Regions from separate parts of the Rattus norvegicus genome. Here region 1 is linked to region 2. A link is a contact called in public Hi-C data. All regions are on one chromosome and are shown on one strand. Each heading gives the region's core, a stretch centred on a gene start, on an enhancer-like site or on the middle of the called end of the contact. The rest is flanking DNA. Distances are from core to core; before and after follow the strand shown.

Evidence for each region. A called contact is a pair of places that touch in the nucleus more often than the background predicts.
Region 1: a contact with region 2 is called in a Hi-C map of Schwann cells, with 4 times the contacts expected there. The contact joins the promoter of Ccdc91 here to the promoter of Pthlh in region 2. A contact is called at or near these places in 3 of 12 Hi-C or Micro-C datasets (Schwann cells, mammary epithelial cells and psoas muscle).

Annotation. Positions count from the first base shown.
Region 1 is chr4:182,130,420-182,134,659 of GRCr8, forward strand. It overlaps Ccdc91 (coiled-coil domain containing 91), which reads left to right and starts at 2,554. Exons shown (of 13, transcript NM_001014061.1): 1 at 2,554-2,708.
Region 2 is chr4:181,927,933-181,932,579 of GRCr8, forward strand. It overlaps Pthlh (parathyroid hormone-like hormone), which reads right to left and starts at 2,522. Exons shown (of 4, transcript NM_012636.1): 1 at 2,474-2,522; 2 at 2,154-2,279. The coding sequence starts at 2,254.

The DNA.
Region 1 (4,240 bases), core at 1,304-3,803, 200 kb after region 2:
GCTGGACTGGTTCCTACTGATTCTTCAGGGCTTGTCTTGAGCTTTTTAGTCAATGAGCAACATCTCCTGGTTAGCCAGGCTGAGAGGAACACTCAGTGCCTCTCATTTGGTTCAGCCTCACTTCTGATTTGACTGCATCTTTCTCTACATTTGCTCTTCTTGATGGTGGGCCATACTCCTCATCTCAGGTTCTATGGGTCTCAGACAGCTTGCAGAAGCACTGTGCTGAGTAATCAAGATCAAGGTGTGTGCTCCACAGGTGAGGCACAGCAGAGATGAAAGACCTCTCCTCTTGCAGAAGGCAGTGTAACATGGTGTAGAAGAGGCTCAGACTTCCTAAAGGGTAGAACTAGCATGTGACTCGGCAGCTACAGTCTATGTCCAGTATCTATCCACTTGGTGAGGGTCACTGCAGAAGTTCTAGAAGACCATTCATAGAAGTATTTATCCATGTAAGTGGAAACACAAGACATTATGGTATGCTAAGTGAAGGAGACCAGGCACAAAAGGTCACACTTTGTGTGTATAAGACATAACCTGAGGCAACATGTGTGACAGAAGTGGATTAATGTTTCCTAGGGCATGCGTGATGTGCAAAGAGATGGAGGAAGGGAAGCACTGCTCAGGAGCATGGGATCTCCTTTGGAAATTAGAAATAATAAAATTGACCATGGTGATGGGTGCTTACGTGTGAGCATGTAAAACATTTTAAGTTAAAAAATACAGATTACTTTGAGGGACTTCTGAGGTGAGATTCTGATGACTAACAAGCAGTGTCTTGAAGGTGGGGTGGTGTGCTGTAGGGATCAACAATCATTCTGTTGGGTAAATCTGGCTTTCCATCTTGCTCTACAGGATGTTAAACCATTCTTCCCGAGTCTGTGTTCTTATTTGAAAAGAGATTAAACAGTACACATTAAGAGAACATATTTTTATTCGATTTTTCTTAATGCTGTACACACAGAATGCTCTACTGATGTTACTACCATTGCTATTAAGTCCATGTAATACTAAATTTTGGATTAGGTGAGATAGAGTGAGCCTACAGACATTTCAATGGAAAAACCAAAGGCATTAAGGCTTCTAGCACAAAGAGAGAAAAGACAAGGTGACACACTGATATTAACAGTTTAAGAAATGTTTATTGAATGCCTTTCCACTTTCTTGACTACCAGACTCTAGATGTACAAGGAGAAATGGAAAACAGCTTGCTGAGTATACAAGTAAGAAGTGGTCCTTGACTTGTCACTGAACTGGTAATAAAAGTATACATGTGTAAAGAAGCATCAGATTTATCTAAGAGAAACACACCTTGTTTCTGCAAAGAATGGGTGGGGTGGAAAAAGATCAGAAGAGGTGATCTTCTCAGGATTACAGCCGTTCACTAATGATTTCAGGTTGCCCAGTTCAGTGGATTTGTGTCAAGATCCGGTTGACACTTCCCACTTTGATTAGAGATTAAAGACAGTTCAATTTTGTTCCATGGAAGGAAGAGAAAAGCAATTCCCAACAAATGCCCCTTGTATGAAGAGTAGAAGTTGCCCACAGACTTACACTCAAAGATTAGGGTACTGGGCAGTAAAACATCTTGGACGTATCTAGTTCACTCCCAGATTGTTACCACTTGACTAGTCCCAAGTAAATAGCACACATTCAATAAAAATTAAGTGAATGTTGTTTAAATCATCTGAGAAGTGTGCTATCTGTTGACCATTTCCACGTAACAGTCATGACAGTCTATACAACTACTCTCCCCTTCAAACAAAAACCTATCAAGTATGTGTGTGTGTCTTCCCCTCAGGAAAAGGACAGCTTTGATATAAGGATGTCGAGCGGCTGAAAAATCAACCATCTTTAACAGAATATGAATGAACTGCTATGATAGAGTGATTACAGGTGCTATAGTCCCAGCGCCACGGATCTTCAAAATTCAGAGAAGCTTTCAGCCTAGTAACGTTCAGGAACTTGAGAGTTCTGCTAAGCCAACAGGACCAGACAGCATGTCAAACATTTCTTGAGCAAGTCATAGTGCCAGGTGCTTTATTCAGTTCTCAATTTTTTTTGGTTGCTTGTAAGAGGCAAAGGGAGCAGAAGGCTCTTCTGTGGTAGATTCGAGTTCTGGACAGGAGAAAGATTTTGATTTGGTATGTGGTTTGATGGGTCTGCCACTAAGGGAGAGTGAGAACCCTTACTAGGAGGTAGATCTTGAGAAAGGTCAGGAAAAGCATTAAGTCGAAGCCAATCTATCGCAGAGAGCAATTACCTGAGGATCACTCAACTAGGAGGTTCTTCTTGTGCCCTAGCCTGCTGAATCTCTTGTAGGAGGAATATTTAGTGGATAGTTTGTTTTGGCTCAGGACAAAGTTTAAGGGACGGATCAGGATGGTCAGGGTAGTGAAACCAGGTTAGTCCATTTCACAGGTTAGGTCTCTCTCCAGATGAGGCTCAGCTGGCCTCAGCTTGGGGGTCATGTGATGCGACCGCGGATGACTGGAGCGCCGCGCGCAGGCCTGGGCGGGCCTAGGTGGAAATCAACTTCCGGTGAGGAGGTTCTGGACGCCGGGTGGTGCGTGGGCTGCCCCAACGTGGGTTCCCGGACCCGCAGTCACCGGGAGGGGGGTTGCGTGTCCCGTGTCCCGGAGCACGTGCCTGAAAGCCGGGTGTGACGCGCAATAGCGCGGGGAGCACTGCGGCGGCGGCAGGAGCAGGTAATCGGGTGCTCGCCGTCAGGGTCCGGGTCTCGGCCGCGGGTGGGAACGTGGCCGAGCTACCGCGAGCCGTGAGGTCTCGGCTGGGCCACTCGTAGGGCCTAGGTTAGGGAGGCATCCCGCTCCCGCCCTCGTCCTCGGAGACTTGCACTTGCGTGGTCCCGAGTGGAGAGCCATAGGAAGTGCGCTCCCTGGCTGTGCCGCAGTTGCCCTGGCGGAACGGAAGTGTTGACCCAGTCGCTGTTCCCGCCGGCACCGAGCGGCGCACCCCTTCCGGTCTCAGACCTTGGGAAGGCGCGCTGGAGTCCTCTTGGAGATCTGATCGCAGGACACACCCACAGCGGCATCTCGGGTTCTTTCCCGAGAGGAACACCTTGCGAAGCGCGTGGCCTCTGTCTGTCACACACCTTTCCCCGCCCCTAGGATGCGGCGCCTGCGAGGCCGCCTCCGCCGGAGGGAGCTTTGCACAGGAGTTGTTCCTTGCTCTGGCAGCTCTCTGTTGGTGAGGCCACAGCGCTCTTGGTCCTCCTCTCTGGGCTCAGCTAAGGTCCCTTAGAGGCCGCCCACGAATTCCGACGTCTCCCTCCACTGTGCAGACACTGACACATCGTCCGCTCCGAATCCTTACCGCCCGGCTCGGTCGATGGTGGTAGAACATATTTGCTGCGTGGTTGAGGGATTGCTGTCTTGTCACTGGGTGGGTCAACACTCACCGCAGGATTTAAGACAAAAGCCTTCAGGAAGGGGCGACAAGCAACCAGGGAGAAGTGCACTTGTGGTCCTTTCCGCCACACTTTCTGTTGATTTGGGGGCTGTCTGTTCCTCACCTGTTGGGATAAATGGCTCAGGGAAGACGCCAGGCCCGCTACACCTTCTTGGTGCCCGTAGGTGTTGTGATAGTGGAGAATTGCCTGGTGAGCGGTCAGGAAGTTTGGTGTCCCCTATGATAGCTAGGAGGAGTTTCAGTGGGCTGGGAAATGTGAACTGGTTGCCTAGCAACATCATACTCCAAATGGAAAAAAAAACATAAAACAAAATGAGAAAGTCCAGGATTTTTGAGTTTTTAAGAAAAATACTAATCTTCATAATACTTGAAAGAAAAAGAAAACTTTAAAAAATCACCCAGCGAAACATCTGTTGTTCTCTCCTTTCCTCCTTCTATTCCTCCCTCCCTCTATCTCTTGTCTCTGTCTCTGTCCCCCACATTCTGGGTGTGTGTGTGTGTGTGTGTGTGTGTGTGTGTGTGTGTGTGTGTGTAAAAGAGCCTGTCATTATCTTGTCTCAAGCTTGAATGGACAGAACTTTGCTTAATGGGACACTTTATTGAACACACAGCTACTATAAGATTTGTAAAGAATATAGAGTTTTTATTAATAAAGAAAATTTTGAGGGGAATCTCGATGACACAAGACAAGTGGGAATCGATTGAGGTGGGCTTCTATTCATGAAAAAGGAGAAAACAGTTTAAATTCTATGGTTCACAATTACAGAGCACCATTGCTTACTGGTTCCTTAAAACTTTCCATTAAGTT
Region 2 (4,647 bases), core at 1,272-3,771:
CAGCAGCGTCCATCCACCCCAACTTTCTAGTAGGCAATTTGATTGTGAGCCAGCCATTACAATTCACCTTCCGATGGCTTAGGAAGCACACTTACAATAGTCTTCTGTCTCTAAAAAAATACAAATCTCTAACTTAAAAAAAAAAAAAACTCAATACATTTTAAGCAGTGTCCCTAAAGTTGAACATTAGGGTTTGATGGTAAGTTAGAATTTCAAGGAGCTAGCCTGATTTTGGGACGTAGTCCGTAAATGTTTTTTTTTTTTCCAGCACGTGCACAAAAATAATGAGTTAAAGGAAAACAACCCTCCATTTGGCTATGATGATTTTGACTCCCTCAAAAACCTCAGCTATGACGTGATGAGCTATTAACATTAGGGATAGGGGTATCTATCTTGTAGTTTTATAATCATAGCCAAGTGTGAGCATTTAACTACCCTATTATATTTCACCTACAAACAGAGCTAGTGCAGAGTTCCTAGCTGCCAAGTAGTTTCCAAGGGGGCAGTTCTGGAAGATGCAACAAAGAAAGAGTTAAAAACAGATGTAAGGATAGCTTAGTGCTATTTTTATGCCGTCATTGTAGACTCAAGCATGGCTCATTTACTCTTTCTCAAAAGAGAAAATAGGTATTAGGCAACTTTAAAGAAAAAGTTGGCTCTGTTCCAAGACAGAAATTCTTATCCAAATAAATACAGTATGTAAGTGTGCTTTTTTTTTTTCTAAAAAAAAAATCCAGCTCATCTGAATTTATATTTGGATGCTAGGTAATTGAATTTCACACAAGTCTCAAAAATGAGCAAAAAGTCTGAAGACAATTTTGAGAAGTAAGGCAGCAGTACACTCGCTCTCGGGACAATGCCGCCTTATCTCCAGTACAATGCTCTACACAACTTGCCTTAGGAGATTCATAATAGTTTCATTTTGGTGCCAAGATCCAGACATGTCTAAAGTAATTTCATTTAAAGATTTTTTCTGCCAAACTAATAAGAATAGACCAGAAGCAGGCGCTGAACAGTTGCCTTTTTGTATACCCTCGGGAGTTTACAAGAAGCGCCAGGAACCTGACTGTAAATATTAGGTAGAGATTGCTGCTTCTATTGTGAGGTGAGCAAGTCCTCCTAATGCCTTCTCCAGAGCCAAACGGCTCAGTTCTTAAACTTTATGATTTTCCCATCCCGAACAGAGTCTGTGTTAAGAGAATGCAGCCCTAGATGGTATTACATCCACATCGATGAACTGTGCCCAGTAGCCTATCAAGACAGTCAGATTCAAGCATGCCTACTGCTGAGGTATTTTGCTGGCGTACTTGGATGTATGCTTATCTCAAAGTCAAAATCACTCTTCTTAAAGAAAACAAAAACCAGAGACCGAAATGCCAGCTGAGAATGCCTAACTACAAGCTTTCAGTCCACAATGCAAATATTTCGACTCCGGATTAAAGAACCGTTAGCAATAATTCCAGGAAAAAGAAAGTTTCCACACCTAAAGTCCATTTTGGAGGCAAGCACACCGCCTTCCTGAATGGTATCGATACTAAAGTTGGACATTTGCCACTAAAAAGATGTTACTACTAAATTATATAATATGCTTTGTTATGTAACACGGTCCTGTTTTATATGCTTAAAATTATGTCATTCATAATGAAACTAGGCACAAAGTTTTTGCTTCTCACACGCAAACTGCCACCCACTTCATTTAGACATATTCACGCGCGCGCGCGCGCGTACACACACACACACACACACACACACACACACACACACACACACACACACACACACACAAGCGCAGACAGCTCCTGAATCTCTCAGTTTTCCTGATGAGTTTCAGAACCTCCTGGTGGATAAAGTAACTTTGGTGGTTCCCTACAGGCAGATATCTTGCCGGCAGAGATTCTGAAAAAGAGTCCCTCTTACAGAAAGGCACACCAAACTTGTTTCTTGATTGTCCCTTTTAGGGTCTCACCAGCTCTCTAGCCGGCTCTCCTGGGCTCAGCCCGTTGCTAGCAGGTACCCCGTGACTGTGTCTAACTCAGGTTGAGAGCATCAGGGAAGGCTCTGAGTTCTTGGCTTCCGCATTGCCCGCCTCAGTTCGGCCACCTCTGGTGCTGGTCTCCTCCATCCCTCACCCGGGAGGAAGATCCGGTACTTACAGCCTGCGACCAAGCCCCTCCACCGAGCGCCCGCGGGAGGGCACGGAGTAGCTGAGCAGGAACACCAGGACGCTCCACTGCTGAACCAGCCTCCGCAGCATCGTGCCGCTCGCTGGCTCTGGGGACCTGCAAGAGTGGAACCCGAGGGTCAGTCCTGGCTCTCCATCTATCTCTTCCTCTCACTGCCCCTCTCCCTCTTTTGGAACCCCGTGGCTTCCCAACAAGCCACTCCAATGTCGAGGGCATCTCACAAGTTATAAGGAAAAAAGAAAACAAGAAAAAGAAAGCAAAAAAGTGTTTCCGAGCCCCTGAGCACTTACTTTTGTAGGAATCAGCGCCTCCAACTGTGCCTCTCTCAAACCGCACAGGCAAAAAAAAAAAAAAAAAAAAAAAAAAAAAAAAAGGGACCCGAGAAGGGAAAAAGCAATCAGAGAGTTTCCTCTGAAAGAGCGAAGACCGAACGTTTTACATAGGCGTCGGGGATGCGTGACGCGTTGCTGTGGCTCCCATAGCAATGTCTAATTAGTCTTGGCGGCAGCGCTCTGGGTCGCGGGGCAGGGCGAACCCCTCTTCAAACGCGAGTGTCCCGCAGGAGTCAGCTGTCCTGCGCACCAGGCCTCTGGGTGCAAAGCCACTTGCGGCAGAGAGCGTATATATACATAGCTGTCGGTCTACCTCCTCCGGTGGGCTGGTTGCTTCCGGAAAGTTGATTCCACAACGCCCTTGAACAAGTTGCAGGCGCGCGTGTCGTGGATGCGAGGGCCAGGTGGCCGCGAGGGCGGGTTCCGGCGGCGGGGCGGAGCGGCCCAGCTGGGGCGGCGCAGGTTGGAGAGGAGCTGTGAGCCCAGCCTTGGAAGGTTCACACGCTCTGTGGCCAACCTGCTGAGAAGTGAGCGAGTCGCAAAGAGGTGGCGCCCGAGGAACGCGCGCCGGCGGAGCAGACTGGGGTGAGCGGGCCGGCGGGGGCGGGGAGCACAGGGGAGCTGGGAGCCACGGAGCCCCACCCCAGTCCCGGCCCGCGTGGGCCGATCTGACGCTCTCCTCCTCCTGAACCAGCCTGCTGCCGCCTGAGTCCAGGAGCCCAGGTCCAGGAGCCCTGGTCCCCACCGGCGGCAAGGAGGAACTCCGGGTGGCCTGCGAATCCCAAGAGTCCCAAGCTCGTTTGCAAGCTCGCACTGTTGCAAGCCAGCCTTCCTGCCTGGCATGGCCTTCCCCTGGGGAGGGGACTAACCCTAGCACCCAGGAGAGCAAAGGCGATTTTTGGTCTTAACTGTTTGAGAACAGCTGGGGACATCACATCTGGAGCAGATCCTAGAAAGGGTGTGTGAACAAGGATGAAGACCCACTTTGTGATCTCAGAGAACCTGGAGCACACAGAATCCTTCTTAGCCACTCTTCCTCTGATAACCTACTCTATGTCCTGCTATAGATTCACTGAGTAACCTTATTCCAGTCGTTTCAGCTTCTCAGCGCTGCTGGGTGGGTGGGTGGGGAGAGGGGGAGAATGTTGTGGGCTACTGGTTCTTACCAGTGTGTGTGTGTGTGTGTGTGTGTGTGTGTGTGTGTGTGTGTGTAAACTGGTTCCCCGAGGTCCTAGATCCTGCTGAAACGAACCCAGGAACCACTCAAAGAAATTTGTCTTCTGGACAATCCTGCTGGAAATTTTCATCTGTTTGTCACTCAGAGACCTTTGTCAGGCCCGGGCTGCCTTCCCTGATGCTCTACAGACTTCTGGGGTGGGTACAGCTAGGACTTCTCACCCCTCTCCACCCTGAAGCCTTGCTGCTGGCTAGCAGTTAAGGCGGGGTCCCCTCTCATCAGAAGCTCTTGTCTCATTCCTTGATTCTTTTAAACTTCATACTTGTGAAAAAAAAAAAAAAACTTGGCTTCTTCCCACCTTAAAAAGAAACCCGGGAATTCCCATAACGTCCTTTAAGAAGTTAAGGATTTGTAACTGTTAGACTTGCTTGGATGGCATGAAAAGACAACGTTTGAGCCTGTGACACTCTGTGATAACCCTTCCCCAAAGATGCTGGAGCCCTAATTGATCTGAAGTGGGGAGCCCCACGAGAGGAAAAGAAGGGACTCACAAAGGAACCATCCTGCTGTTTCCTGCGAGATTGTTTAACATTAAAATGATATTTGCTTCACTACCAAGAAAAAAAAAACAAAACAAAACCCAAAGGTACTTTTTGCCAAGTCTCAAATTCCTCTGACTTAAAAAGAAAATACTCCCCCAATAAAAGGTTGGAACAAAAAATAGACCCACTATGCATTAATGACAGGAATCTATACAGTACTTTGATTTATGTTGTTTTTTTTTCTAATTAGATAAAACTGACCCCCTTCTCCCTCCTTCCTTTCTCTACCCAATCACCCACCATCTTTTCTGAGGTTGATGGGAAAACATCATCCATTTTAAAAGAATTTCCTCTCCTCAAATCGCAGAGAAACTATAGAGAAAATATAGACAATGAGGAATGAGCTTTATTGC